2 separate regions of the Mus musculus genome follow, and region 2 is linked to region 1. A link is a contact called in public Hi-C data. All regions are on one chromosome and are shown on one strand. The core of a region is the stretch at or near the end of the contact, and the rest is flanking DNA. Distances in the headings are between cores, read along the strand shown. Region 1 overlaps Dync2li1 (dynein cytoplasmic 2 light intermediate chain 1). Region 2 holds the start of Abcg5 (ATP binding cassette subfamily G member 5).

Region 1 (7,666 bases), core at 2,206-4,705:
TATCTATCCATCATGTCTGTCTGTCTGTCTATCTATCTATCTATCTATCTATCTATCTATCTATCTATCATCTATCTACCTATCTTTATATATCAATCTTTAGAATCAAATATTAATTAAATAATCAAGCATTAGGTGGTAATTACTGTCACAACTTTTACAGCAAAGTGCAAATTGTATGAAGATTCTATATGGGCCATCTGAAGTCCACACAATTTATCTAATAGGACAACACAAATAAAACTGGCAAAATGAAGATATTATAATTTTTGTAGGTGAGTTAAAAAGACTATGTCAGTTAAGAGAGTCTGGCTGTTCTGTTGTGTTGTCTGAACACAAGGGTTGAAGATGGATGCCCCACTTTCATCTAACATGAAGTAAGAGGAGATGTAATTCCAAAGTGTAAGTTCAGAGTTCCACATACGTCAGCATATTGCTAACACCTGTGCATGTGACCTTATTAAAGTAGTCACGATGCTATAGAAACAGATAATAATGGTTAATGATTGACTCTTGAAACTAATTGGGAGGTGACCGCCAATAAACTCTCCAGCCAAGGCTCATGTACAAGGAGGGTTACATTAGGTCGTTTCATTACCCTACATTATGCTTCATGCTTCTCTACAGATAAAAGCCATTTAAATATCCACAGCATATTATCAAGTTGTCTGGAATGTGTTTAAATAAAACACTTTGTTTACTTAAATGTAGGACCTCTTGGGTTAAGGGTGAGTGCTAGGAAAAATGCCCTGGTCACCAGTCCCAGCGGACTGTTGGGGGTTGGGACAGTAGACGGATGTCTCCAAGTAACCCCTGTGCCAGTGCGACTGTCCGAGTGGCATTGTTTTGCGTACCTGCCCAGATGTGGTCATGCTTCCAGCTGGCACAGTGTGCTCTACAAGTGTATCCTCTTACAAGGACAGATGGTGTGACATCTTATGCTATCACAGTAAAAGGAGGGCTGACAAAATCTATGTGCACTACTTGTGTCATGGTGGACCTCACCAACAGTTACATGCTTTTGTAAGATTTGATACTGAAATGGGGCTATCCTGCCGTGTCTACTTCTAAGCACTTTCTTCAGAGATCCTAGAGTCTGTCAGGTGTGCCTATGTAGCTTGGCCTGACAGGGTAGAGTCCTTAACTGGACAAGGTAACTTTCCTAGGACAAGGAAAGAATAACCATGTCTAATGACCGAATGAGAAACAAAAGCGCTCAAAGACTCTTAAAACAGGAGTGTCTTAAGTGTCTCCCCAAGCAAGCGTGGGAGCTAGGACCCATCTTAACATCAAGTAAACTGGAACACTGGAAAAGGGTCTGTGTAAATATTTACATTTCCTTTGGGTGGTGGAGTGGTGGGTGATTTTCAAGTTTCTTTTATATGCATATCAGAATTTTTTCTATACAGATAGATATAATACTGAGATGATTTTGCAAGTAAGAAATTATGAAAATGTATGAATTTACAGATGAATACTATATTTTGGTGAAACTGGGTTTGGAAATACCTGGTCCTTCTGAACCCTCATCTCATCGACTTCGCTTTCTGCATACTGCGGGTCTCGGGCTGGGTCCTGGACCGCCTTCAGGGTGCCGGTACTCTGAAATTACAGTTTCCCAAGTCATTTCACGCCCACAGCCCACATTGCCATAGTCACTATCTGTCTACGAGGCTGAGCTCCATCAGCGTGGCATCGAGAGCGCTTTGCTGTTTACAGCTTCCGTCAGACTCTCAGAAATCTACCTCAAACACACCCGTGCTCCCCACCTCCAGCCAGGGTCAGGTGTCTCCGTCTTCTAACAGCCAGAGAACCCTGTATGGAAGGGACAGGGGCCATGTCTTACTCAGCTATTAATCTTCATGGTGCTTTGTCTACAACAGTTTTAGCAAACATTTCATCATTTTGGAACATGAGAGAGAGATGGAGTTATCAGAACAGGCCTTTGGGCATTTCCGGTCACAGCTGATAGCTTCCCAGCAATGAAGAACATGTACCTTTGGTGGGAAGAGCTTGTCATACACCTTTTTCCACAGCTCCATAGGTGAGTGGGCCTGAAGTTTTCCAATGTCACTGTCAGGAACAGGAGGAGACCCTAAAATTGAAAGTTTACCTCAATTGACTACAAAGATTCAATTTTTGTAAACTATTAACAAGCAGATGCTGTTTATTAAAGCACTAGTCCTAGGTCTCTCGCTTTCCATCTCCACATTACAGACACTATTATGATTGTGCTATCTTGGTGGTTGTACTGGAAACAGAGGCAGCAAGACATAACGGTGAGCTATAACTCTGACTCCCACTCCCTACACTGGTATCTGTGCCCTGTTCACAGTAATTCCAGGTCTCAGTGTTCACAATAGAAATACGCATGTGCTCATGGTAAAGGCTTCATACAGCAGCGCCATCCATTTTACGTAAAACCGATCACTGCCCAGAAGTTCATTACTATAGAGAATAAACTGTCAGTATGTATGGCTATGTTCCATAACCAGGAAAGAGTTCAAATATTAATTAGAACTGTAAGCAGAATATACATTGAAAACCCACTAAAGTATACTGAGTTCAATAATGCAGACTGGTAAAGTTTCTACACCATATACACGTGTATAAATGCAGAGTACCAGAGAGGTGTGTGAGGGATCCTGCATACACACACACAAGTGCACACACACACACACATACATGCACACACCACACACACAAGTGCACGCACACACATGTACATACATGCACATACACACATACATGCACACATATATGCATGCACACACACATGCATATACATGCACACATGCACACACGTGCACACACACATACATGCACACACACACACACACACACACCATACACACACCACACACACACCACACCACACACATGCACATACATGCACACACACGCACGTGCACACACACACACATGCACACGCACATACCACACACGAGATTCATCTCCCTCTTCCCCCTCAAAGTGCTGGGTTGTACCGAGGACCTCACTCATTTGAGGCACTCTACCACTGAGCTACAGTCCCTGTCCCTACTATTTTAATGAGGATAATATATTTATAACTTGAATATTTAAGTTAATTTGAAAAAATTAAAAAATTCAGTCACTTTCTGGCAATTTTTGATCTATAACCTGAGATTTTTATCCTTTCTAACATCTTTATTGTCCCCCAAAATGTTCAACTATTAACCTTCAAGGGTTCCCTTATCATTTTGGTTAGAAAGTATTGATTCCCTACTTGAGTGTATGTGTGTGTGTGTGTGTGTGTGTGTGTGTGTGTGTGTGTGTATCCAACACTGGTGCTGGAAACTAAACTTGGGTCCTCTGGAAGAGCAGCAAGTACTTCTAATTTCTGAGCCACGTCTCAGTTCTGGCTCTTACTTCTCCACGCAGTGCCCTGCCTTCTATCACAAGTACGTCAATGTGCTGGGAGCTTCCTCAATTCTGGGGATACAAATGAATGCTTATGAAATAACTGTTACGAAATGAAGCCAGAAATGGTGGTGTGCTGGAGACCAAGGAGGCAGGAAGAGAAAATCAATAAGCAATTTAAAAAGATTAAGCAATATTAATAAGTTCACCAACCTATCTGACATAAAGAATCCAGTCCTGCTGTGATAAACAGTGGCTTATTTTGATCCACACATATTGATTTGCTGTATGGCAAAGAAAAAGATTGTAATTTAGTTCACCAGTTAAATATGCTGCCACGTTCTAGTATAAATACAAAGGCCACATTTTATCTAAGTCATGGATGAGAGCATTGACCCAAATGGACCAGTACCATTGGTTGTGACAGACTAACACCATAGTCAGCTCAAACCATGAGAAAGAACAAAGTCAGAGAAGACACATGCAAAAACTTCCAACTCCATTTAAAATGAACAGAAGACAATCATAAGCACAGGAAAGTGGTAAGGTGGAGGGAGATACAGAAGCCAGGGAACAGGGGGAACTGATTGGAAAATATTTACCAATACCTTTTATCAATACCGAATGCCAACTGGTTGATAACACCGCGTATCTTCAGTAACAGAGCTTCTGACTTGCTGGTAAACTTAGAAACAAATGAGATAAATTACACTCTGCTCTCTCATCCTCTAACAGTAAAAAACACAGCTTTAAACAAGCACAACTGGCCAGAGAATTACAACTTCTTTTCCTCAAAACATGTATATTTGAGTCGACAAAACAGAGGCTGACTAAGGCAACCTGGATCAGCTTGCCTCGGTACCGAGTTCATGAGTGCGTGATCCAGGAAGGACCCAGAGAGCTCACCAATCATCTCACCAATTTCCATCATCAGAATTTGTTTTTAATTTGTACATTAGTGTTTGCCTGAAATGTTTGCGGTGTGTGTTAACACAAACATTCTTAATGTTCTAAAAGAAAATGTCCCCCAATCTAACTGGGTCAGTTAGATAGGGAGAAGCATATATAAAAGTAACTGTGACAGCTGCAGGCGGGGACAGTCACACCGGCACTCCCTGAATTGATTTTTTTTTAGCTTCTTTTTTTAATTGCCTGCAGAGCTGGGGGGTAGGCAATTTCTGAATCTTCTCCTGGGTAGATCTAAGAGAGCCAAATTGCAGCACCCCAGGATGGTGAAGGGGGTGCCTGCCACCAAGAGTTAGGCTCTGACTCTTGAGTAAGCAGGAAGTGTGTGTGTGTTTGTGTGTCCTCCACAGATGGTCAGTCACTGTTTGCCTTCTAAATACTTTGCTATTCAAAGGCAAAGGAGAATGGCTCAGATGTATGAAGTGAAATGAAATACTTATAAAGCAAAGATGGCAACTTTCTGGTTCCCATGGCAGGTCCACAGGACAACGCTGACTCTGGTGTAAGAATAGGCTCACAGAGGAAGTACAGTACACAAGGGCTCACAAAGGTCAGACACATTCATTTAAAACAAAGAATTTAATAATGATCATGTTTATCGTGTGATATGTAAAATAGGGATTTTTTTAATTAAAAAAGATTGTTGTACTTAGTTTTACTAAGAAATTATATATTTGTTACATTATAATATATTGTTATTGCTTTAAACTATGTAATTTTGTAATATTTTGTTTTTACCACAGGGGCGAGGAGCAAGCCTAAGCACAAATGTTTCTCAGGGTCGAGGGGTGGGAGAGCACTCAAGGTTTCTCACCAACTCATCTCACCATCTGCTGCCTCTCAAACCCCTCCCTCCACTCCTGCTGGTGCTCCTGAGTCAGCTCAGTGCTGGGAACCCCTCCCCCGCCCCCCCCCCCCCCGTCTCCCCCACCTCCCCCTCCCCTCGTTCCCCTTCCTCCCCGTGTCCTCCCCAGAGCCACCCCTCCCACCCTCGGAGGTGCTCCTCTCCACTCATTAGCAGAAATGAATGAACTAGAAACTTCCTCCCCACTGGTTCTTTTCAAAATGGCAAAAAGACTTTCCAAAGCCTGACGTATAGGCAGACAGAGCTCAGGCTAAGAAGGTAAAGAGAACACATAAAGAAATGGGAAGTGCTCTAAATGCATAGATATTGAACATACACAGAATACAGAGCTCGTTCAGCTGGGGCAGCAACAGGCTCCACCCTGCCCTGGGGCTCTACTCTCTTTGAGCACTTTGACTCAGGAAAGCAAACCACCAACTATTTATTCAACAGCTAAGATAGCCTTGTTTGTTGTTGTTGTTTGTTTTGTTTGTTTTTGAGACAGGGTCTCATTATAGAGGCTCAGAAAAGGTAGAGTATTTTAATTCCCACAATTACTCTTTTAACGTGCAAACATTTTAAGTTTGCCTAGCAAAAGCAGTTCAGAAATTAAGGTAGTATTTTTCAGCAAAATAGTTTTACATTTTATCTTTTGTTTAAAGGATAACCAGCAAAGTCTGGCCCACCTCGGAAGATCATTACAACCCTGTGCTTTTCGGGTTGTTTCTGAGACGCTCAGGCCGCCTTGGACCTGAGCACTTCCTGCCCCATGCATCCGTCTCCTGAGGTGGGCTATTTATTCACTGGCTCCACAGTTCAGGCCCGCACCCCTCCTCACGAAGCAGGCAGGCACGGTTCCCATCTGCTTTTACCTCAGAGGATGCAAAGCTTAGGTGGCTGGTCCAGAATCCTTGTCTGACAAGGAGTTGGTCACAGTGACACTGACCTGGGCAGCTCGACTCCAAAATTCATGATTTTAACCTCTATACCAGCATTGCTTTTACATAAAACACCATCTTATTAAAATCCCGCCCTTGCCCCCCTCCTCCCGGGCCCTTCCATTGAAGGAATATAGATTCTAATTCTTGAAGACAAAAATAAAAATGTGTGAACACACCAACATATCTCTGAAGCTTGCCTGGGCTTACAGACACAAGCCGTGGAAGGTGGGGAGGCCATGGGCAGAGGGCTCTGCAGGGGCCCTGTCTAAGCAGAGCTTTGGAAGTGAGAAGGAAAGGGGCAGGGCGAGCTCAGGTCTCTATTATTCCCATCTGGGCAGCCCGCTCCTTTCTCCACACACCCAGAGGGCAGGGAGGCACTGACCATCAGCGAGGCTCCGTAGTAATGTGCCACAAAGCGCAGGGTCTTACATATCACCTTTCTCTTCTCAGGATCAAAATCCTGTGGAAGAAAATCATTACAAGGAAAAAATAAGCCAGAGGACTCAACAGCTCACTTGGGGAGAAACACATTATTTGTTTTTAAATCCCCACCCTGAGGAGTCCGGCTCGGTCACCTCCACGTTCACATCTGGAGAGACTGAACAAGCCGCCGTCTCCTACTGCTATCAGATCTGTTTAAACGCTTGGCTTCAGAGAGTCCAGATATAAGCACACATTTCATCCTGCGCAATACCCTAAGGACTCCCTGACAAGCCAAGATAAGAAGAAACTAATTTCCTACTTTCTTCAGTTTACAGTTGGGGAGTAAATCTTATCCCTCAGTGCTAAGATTTGTTTTTAAGTTTTCTGCCTCGCCCCGTTCTAACCAATGGGCTCATTTTCCTGAACTCCTTGGGATGTCCTCATCATACCGTCCTTTCTAACATCTTTTACATGGATGTCTCTGAGCTGGTCCCTTCCAGAGGTACTGTTCTTATTTCATCATTTTCCCATAAAAGCATAGCTACACATGCCCCATGAACAGCTAGACATAGAAGCACCTACCTGGAAAATATCATATTTACTTCCAATAATGACCAGAGGTATTGGAAATGGGTCAATTAATTCCCGGTCCTGTTAATAAACAGATATACTTGATTATAGTTGTGTATTGCTATGTCCTCAGGAATTTCTGTTTACTTCAGAAAACACCTTTTACTCTCGTCATTGATGTTGACCATATTTTCTGAAATAGAGTTTGCTATGATATTAACTTTCACTTTGTGCTATATTTTAAGTGTGAAGCCAGAAATGGCAATTGTCATAACACCATGGCGCCCATTCACTTTTGTGGTCTGCTACTCTGGTTTGTTTGTTTGTTTGTTTGTTTGTTTGTTTTGTTTTCCAAGACAGACTCTCTCTGTGTAGCCCTAGCTGTCCTGGAACTTGTTTTGTAGACCAGGCTGGCCTCGAACTCTGACATGCCTGCCTCTGCCTCCTGAGTGCTCCACCCGGCTACTGCTGGGCTTCCCTACAAGGACATCATCTTTAAGGGGCTTCTCATTTATGTAAAGTGCGTGCTGCTTGGCTGAAT
Region 2 (7,666 bases), core at 3,303-5,802, 35 kb before region 1:
GAAATCTCAACAAACTGTCATTTACTTAAGAGCATATTGTTAATTTCCTAGTTTTGATAATTACTATGTAGTTTGCAAGATGTGGACTTCAAGGGAAGCCAGGCAAAAAGTGTGTCTCCACAAACACTGTGTGTTTGCTATGTGTGTTTTCTACAGGTATGTACATGCACATTTGTGTGTGAATGCACCTTGCACATGTGTGTTGAGAGCCCAGCGGTAAATGGCACTTTCTACTTTACTTTTGAGACCTGGTCTCTTGCTGAACCTGTAACTCACAGATTCGGCCAGGCTGAATGACATGAAGGATCCTCTAGACTCTAGGATCACAGACTTGTGCCACCCAGGCCAGATTGTCTTCTGTGGGTTCTGGAAATCTGAGCTCAGGCACTTTACTGAGTGAGCTGTCTCCCCAGCCCCTTTGATATCTGTCATCTAATACAGATATATAATACGTTCATATATGTCATACATTGTATAGCTACATCATATGTATGTATATATAAACACATATATTTTATGTATATGATATATATATAATATTACAAACATAAAAATATATGTGCATAAATGTACACACACTATATCTATATCTAGAGAAGGATTTCAAATTTTAAAGTTATGAGTACCGACATCCCCACAGGCCTTCACAGTGAACACTAGCATCCTCACGAGGGGTTCTACCCTTTTCCAAACCTCTAGCTGCAGATAGGGCTTGCGCCCAGGACAGTCTGAACTTCACCCTTGGGATTAGAGAACCTACAGAGTGGGCTCACCCTTCCTTCTCCTGAACATTTTGTTAGCTGCCCACCCTTCTCCCCTGAACCCAGGCACGTGCCCCTACCTGGTAGGTGAGATCTCTGACCTCCAGAGTGTTGGACTGACCACTGTAGGTGAAGTACAGACTGTTGTCACTTTCCGAGGAGAACAAGCTGTCCTGGAGGCCCTGCTGGGAGACATGTAGTCAATGTGTAAGGGTCACATGCAGAGAGCGCCTTCCCCGGTTCTCATTTCTTTGTGTTGGAAACCATCAGATTCTTCTCTCCGGGTCTTTTGCTTTGAAAGTAAAATTTTTATTTTATTTTGTGTGTATGACTGTTTGCCTGCATGCATGTGCGTGCGCCACACACATACCTGGCACCCTCAGAGGTCAAAAGAGGTCACTGGGTCCTCTGGACCTGGAGTTATGGGTGGTTGTGAACCATCTGTGTGTGATGGGAATGGGGTCCAGGTATTCTCAGGTGCTTTTAATGTTTGAGCATCACCCCAGCTCCATTCTCTGATCTTTACTAAAAAATAATAATAGCAATGGCTTAAACTATGGTCACCCCGCTGTGCTTCAGAACACTAGAATTTATGTCTCCCATCTCATTTTGATGCCCAGGATCTGACTGCCAACCATCCCCTACCCTGTAATATAATTCATCTCTCTGAAGTAGGAATATATTGGAGATATCTTTTGGGGTGTGTGTGTGTGTGTGTGTGTGTGTGTGTGTGTGTGTTGGGGAATCAAATCCATAGCATCAAATATACTAGGCCAATCATGATACTGACAGAACCATAGCAACACATCCGGGGTCCCTGGGGTTTCTTGTTTTCAAATCAATTATCTTTAGGAGAGATCTTAGTTACTTGCATGGGCTAGGAATTTGTTCCTAGACACTTGTACTGATACAAAGTTTCTTCCATTGGCTTCAGGAGTGGAGGGGCTACTGAGGGAGGAAAGCTCTCAGGTTACTGCGCTAATGTGAAGACCTGGGGGGGGGGGGGTTAGACAGACAGAGAGGACAGAGTGGAAGACAGGGATGCAGTTGATTAGTGCCCAGGTCGCCACTCTGACTCACTCAAACCCACTGACCCCGTCCACACGGAGAGTCTGGGTTTCCAGGAGCCTCACAGTCAACTCAGCTTCTGAAAGGAAAAAAAAAATATATCCTGTCTGGCTTGTGGATGACTTCTGTTCCATTTTAAAATATTTTCCTTGGCACCCAGGAAGGATTCCTGAGGTTTTGACAAATTCTCTCTATTTTTCAAACCCTTAAATATCTATTCGGCTGACACATTAATCAGCACGACTGTCAGAACATCATTTGAATCTGTGACAGGTGACACCCTAAAAAAGTGAAAGCGGGTTTATTTGTAGGTAACTAGTGTGGCTCCTGCTGGGCTACAATGTAACGTCTCCTTGTATTAACTTCTGGTTACATTCCTGAGTCAGAAGCACAGACACATGGGAAAATCCAGAGGGCACAAAAAGGGAGAAATGTGCAGAAAACAGTGGTGCCTGGTGGGGACATATATGGTAAGTCTTTGGCCCAAGGCACATACCTGGCCCTCTGTTGACCCCTGCAGACACCATCTCATCTGCCTCTGCTTAGAGTCCAGGCTTTCCTATCCCTGTCTGCAGTGCGAGGAGCTGTAGACCATGGGTCCTGGCGCCCTGGTACTCAGTGCCAGAATTCCCTGTGAGATAGCCCTGATCTCCTCCCTCCTTCCAGGCCATCACTGAGTATGGGTAGTGCCGGTCTCTGTGAAGACCTGACTCGAATATGAGTAGAAAGACGGTGTGGCCGCTATGTGAGTTCTTTGTAGAGTGAGATGCTGGGTGGGCAGAGGAGGAGATGGATGGCCACGGCATGGAGCAGAAGCCAGCCAGCTCCGCAAGAAATGCTCAGTTTTCTAAATTTGCATACAGAGATGAGAGGCTGGAAACCACTGGGCAGTTTTTAGCTTGACTGACAGCTTTTAAGAACGGAGGCACAGGGCATATCAGTGTCATTGTCTCCCCCCCACCCCAAGCCCTGCAGTTGTCAGTGGCGGGCCATCACAGGGCACCTACAACAGTGGGACCTCACAGAAGGAACTTGTAGGTGGCAGGACCTAGGCACACTTTTGAATATAGAATTCTGACAGCTCATTGCCTTTTTAGCTGTAATCTGAAGGGCAAAAGCCCCCACACCCACCACTGATTTTATATCCTACTCAGGAAGGGAGCATCAAAGACGTAGAAGGAGTTATTTCCCCATAGACGTCTGCCTCATGGGGATTCTGACAGCAGAGTTGCCTGTTGCTGTGGTAGTAGGATTGGTCAATCTCAGGCAATCCTGTCTCCCCTAGAACAGGGGACTGAGGCGTCCCTGTTGAATGTGGCCATCCTGTTCTGGTCTTTGTCTCCAGAAAAGTGGGCCGGGTGTAGAAGCTGGGGGGAGGGGGAGGTCGTCTTTGCTCTGTCTTCCCATACTGCCTTCTGCTTCAAATCCTGCCCACAACTCGAGTCAAAGGCCATTTATCAAGCAAATGTTTCTCCGGTTAATGAGGAAGGAGGCCTAGGAGCTCCACTTCCTGGCCACCTCGCTGCTCTCTGTCCACTCTGCCTCCCTCCCAGACCATAAGACTGCAAGCACACAATTCTGACGCTCCCAAACAAGCGATCACTATCACAGCCAGTGTATTTGTAAACTGCCTGAAACCAATGTGTAGCCATAGAAATATTTTCTTGTAATAAGAGAAAAAAATAAATCGTGGGCTGGGGGAATGGCTCAGTTGTAGAACACTTGGTTCAACCTCCTGTTACACACAGGGGGGGGGGAGAAGTGGGGGGGCAGAGGAGGAGGAAGGAAGAAGGAAGAGGGAAGAGGAGAAAGAGGAAAGTGGCCCTCAGAGGGATTTATGACCTGACTTCCCAGCCGTGAGCCCTGCCCTTTCAGTGAGGTTTCTCTAAGCAGAGCCTCAACTCTACAAGGTAGCGAGATGCCTCAACCCCTCCTTGGCATTTGTTCCTGACACCTGCCCTTTCTCTCTGTCTCTCTGTCTATTGGTCTGTCTGTCCCTGCAGCTTCTCAGCCTCACACAGAGACCTTTAGGCTTCCCCCTGGCCTTCTCTTTCCTCTGGTTCTCACCAAACAATGCCAAGGACTAACTTACTACATAAGTATGGCAAGCGTAGCGATCTGTTGTTACCTCCCCGCTGTCTCTTGACTACCACTGAGATTCTTGGTCTGACAGTCACATGGGTCAACGCTCTGTGATGGAATGTCATTTGGAAAACATCAATCCCGGTCATTCACAGGAGCGTGCTGTCGTGGGGAAGTGACCTCAGAGGTCTCCTGGCTCCTGAGACTGTTCCCCTCAGACCATCAACACTGAGGAGACAGGGCCCTGCCGCCCCATTTCCATTCTACTTGAAGTCCAGGTGGTACATTAGGACTAATCCTGTGGTAGGAAAGAAAAGTCAGTCTGACACTGCCTCCCCCCTGGCAGAGCTCACTCACCGAAGCATCCTGAAGTACAGTCCCATTCCACAGCTGGGTCTCTTCTTTGGTTTTCTCAGCCATGACCAGTGCTGTTTGTGCCCTTTGTGTGGCCTCCCCTGCTGTTGGGCTCTCTCTGTCTTTGCTCCTTAGAGCTGGGGCACCTGAGCCCTCCTCTGTGCCAGCCTTTCTCCCAGCATTCCTCTCTGGCAAACACTCCTATAAACACACCGTGTGTTCTGCCTATTGTCGAGATAAGGACACTCTGGCTAAAGGTACATCAGATAATGGCATCGTTGGCCAAATTGGTGAACTGTTATCTCACGAGGATTCCAGGGCTGGGTAGGATCGGACAGGGCACTCCCATTGGCTCCTCAGTTAAAGCTGCCCTGGAGCCGGACAGGCCACTAGAAAATTCACTTGCATTTGCTTCCTGCTAGCCATGGGTGAGCTGCCCTTTCTGAGTCCAGAGGGAGCCAGAGGGCCTCACATCAACAGAGGGTCTCTGAGCTCCCTGGAGCAAGGTTCGGTCACGGGCACAGAGGCTCGGCACAGCTTAGGTGTCCTGCATGTGTCCTACAGCGTCAGGTAAGGGGACCTCCACAGCAAAAAGCTAGGCTCTCTGATTGCCTTTTCTGAATGGGTGGGTGGGCCTGTGGGCTTTGGGTTGTCTGTCCAGCAGATCAGGGTGAAAGTGGACAGTCTGTAACAACAGTGAGTCGTTCCTCCTCCTCCTCCTGCGCAGGGCAGAGCCTGGACATTAAAACATGCCCTGCCTGAAGCCGCTTGCTGCTTCTCACTGATTTCTGCTCTCCCCTTCCTTGACTCGCCCACCACCTGTCCTGTGTAGATGGAGAAGGCTCGGAGAGTGGGGGTGCTGGGGGCACAAAATGGAATGAACACTGCTGAAGGAATGCAGGGTTCACTTCAAGAAGAAAGCAGTGTGCAGGTGTACCATCTCCCAGTCAGAGACCCAGTAATCAGAGCAGCTAATGGGAGGCATGCTCCTTGGGTGGTGGCCAACTTGTCATTATACCTCCAAGGACAACAGAGTGGTACATAAGGCTAAAACAGAGTTGTCAACCTGTCCAGGGGCAACTGGGATGGGGTAGGGCTGGGAGCAGGGGTCTGGCACCTTCCAGGACCCTACTCTGCCTTTGCCCTTGTGGGATTTCCTTTAAAGCAACCGTGTCGGGCCTTGGTGGAACATCAAATCATGCCAGCAGAAGTGGGACAGGCAAATCCTCAAAGATGTCTCCTTGTACATCGAGAGTGGCCAGATTATGTGCATCTTAGGCAGCTCAGGTAAGTGCCTGGGGGGGCCGGGGCTCCTGTACTTCTAAGGCAGGCTCTGGGAGGCTTTGGCTCTGTCTAAGCACAATGTTTAAGAAGTAAGTTTAAGTTGTAGAGAGGCAGCCATGCATTTGGCATTTGAATACAATCTGGTGACTTGTCTGGCTGCCAATAGAACCTAGTACCAAAGTGAAATCTTGAGGAAAATCCCTGGAAAGAGTGGAAAGTCCTGCCTAACACGTAAGTGCCTTCTTTGCTTGTTTGATTGACTGTGATGCTAGAGAGCAAACCCAGAGCCTTGGGCATGCTCAGTAAACCTTCTGCCCCAGCACCCCAGCCCCAAATGTATTTCCCTCCCTTCCTCCTTCCCTTCCTTTCCCTTCCTCCCTTCTCTCCCTTTTTTTCTTTCTTCCTTCTATATTTCTTTCTTTTCTTTCCTTCCTTTCTTCCTTTCTTCCTTTCTTTTCTTTTGTTTCTTTGTTTCTTTCTTTCTTTCTTCCTTACTTTCTTTCTCACTTTGCATTCTGCTCACTGACCTTCTCCTGGCCACCCCTCCTGATTGTTTGATTGACTGTGGTGCAGGGAGGCCTAGGAGAGCTAAGAGCCCAGGTCAGTTGACTCTGTTGGTCTTCCTGTGGAGTTCCTTCGAAGGCCCCCAATTCTACTTTCAACTGATATTCCCACATCTGGAAAGTTTTTGTCAAGGAGTTGTTAGGCAGGACTTAACTTCTATTCCTGACCCTACTTGTCTTTTCATTATGATGGTCATCAGACACACAGTTGAGAACAGATACCACTAAAAAAGACCTCATGTTAATATAGTCTCACCGAGCACACCAAGCACACCAGGCTTTCTTTGGGCCTCTCTCTTCAGGAGTTAAGCATCACACACACTGCGCTGAGCCCACCTGTGTGTATTCCCCGTGTCTCACTATTCTTTCCAGGTGAGATTTTAACCTTTGAATGTGACTTCCATGTTTGTTTTGTGTTCTTCCACTAACTGTCATTATCCTCTGAGGGGTTTCCTCCTCTGCCCCTGCAAAACCTATAGCTGTAAATTTTCCTATCTGCAGCAGCTGGGGAGGGGTACACTGGCCCAGAAGAGGGGCTCTGGGTAGCATGCCGCAGTGTTCGCAACACTGGGTTATTCTGAATGCCTCTGCTTAAGGATTCTGGCATATTCGACTCACAGACCGTTCTTGACTGAGCAGCCCCTTGTAAACTGTCAGCATTTAACTGTCCCCTTGCCTTGTGCTCTCTTAGAAACAGGCAGTGTAAGGCTGTGGGGAGAGTCAGGTATGACACTGTTGGGTGTAGCTGAGAGTGAGTCCCAAAGCTCTGTGACAGGAGCTTGTCCTTCCTGTGGAAATGAGAGGCCTGGTGCTCTAGGGAGGATGAAGGGCCACGGGGTGTAGCCCTCTGAATGTAGCTCATGCAGTGTCCAAAGTGGTTCTCACCAGAGAAAGTTGCTATGAAAGAAGGGCTGACACGTGGGTCCCTCTGGCTTCTGTCTCATCATGCCGCAGCTCGGAACCTGTTGACTCACAATGACACCTACCGTGGTGCCATGCAGCCAGAAGGCCAGACACATGAGGCTAGCCCATTTGAATGTTAAGTCTCCAAGACTGTGGGTCAACACACACAGACCACACACACACCACAGACACACACACACACACAGATAGACAGACTGATAGACACACACAGATAGACAGATATACACACACACACAGATACACAAACTGACACACACTGAGATAGACAGACTAACAGACACATACACAGATAGAGACAGACAGACAGACAGACACACACACACACACACACATACTCTCTCTTCTATGATTTCTCTGCCTTGAGCGTCTAGTCTCGGGAGTTTTCCTATAGCAATACAAAACAGATTTCTAGCCTCAGATTAAATCCATGAGCATTCATCCAAGCACAGCTATATGACAATAGATGAAGAATAAATGAAATAATAACAGCAACAGTTAATTTGCTAATTAGTCTAATTAGGTTACTGTAAGAAAAGAATCATGGTGGAAAGAATCACTAGGTGACTTATGAGCAAGAGTGTGGATTCCTCAGACTTCAAGAGACTGACAGCCAAGACCAAAGGCCTGACA

Evidence for each region. Hi-C and Micro-C count contacts between places; a contact is called where the count stands out from the background.
Region 2: a contact with region 1 is called in a Hi-C map of liver, with 2.1 times the contacts expected there. The contact joins the promoter of Abcg5 here to the enhancer-like site in region 1. A contact is called at or near these places in 4 of 39 promoter capture datasets (embryonic stem cells, liver and macrophages), 19 of 484 Hi-C or Micro-C datasets (8-cell embryo, the Patski cell line, embryonic stem cells and 5 more), 4 of 115 datasets of contacts at active chromatin or transcription factors (embryonic stem cells, hepatocytes, intestinal villus epithelium and 1 more) and 3 of 9 other capture datasets (adipose tissue, liver and pancreatic islet).

What each region holds. Positions count from the first base shown.
Region 1 is chr17:84,643,645-84,651,310 of GRCm38.p6, reverse strand. Dync2li1 (dynein cytoplasmic 2 light intermediate chain 1) reads right to left here. Exons shown (of 13, transcript NM_172256.2): 7 at 7,138-7,206; 8 at 6,515-6,592; 9 at 3,990-4,066; 10 at 3,595-3,665; 11 at 1,998-2,095; 12 at 1,510-1,602. Among named protein-coding and RNA genes, the nearest start is that of Dync2li1, 21 kb to the right of the region's middle. Within about 2 kb of position 3,455, at least 33 of the 459 cell types and tissues checked have an H3K27ac peak or open chromatin away from gene starts, as enhancers often do. A contact at or near this core is called in 8-cell embryo, hepatocytes, liver and 1 more, where this site is marked.
Region 2 is chr17:84,679,897-84,687,562 of GRCm38.p6, reverse strand. Abcg5 (ATP binding cassette subfamily G member 5) reads left to right here and starts at 4,552. Exons shown (of 13, transcript NM_031884.2): 1 at 4,552-4,835; 2 at 5,431-5,552. The coding sequence starts at 4,690. It overlaps Abcg8 (ATP binding cassette subfamily G member 8), which reads right to left and starts at 4,442. Exons shown (of 13, transcript NM_026180.3): 1 at 4,269-4,442; 2 at 842-946. The coding sequence starts at 4,331.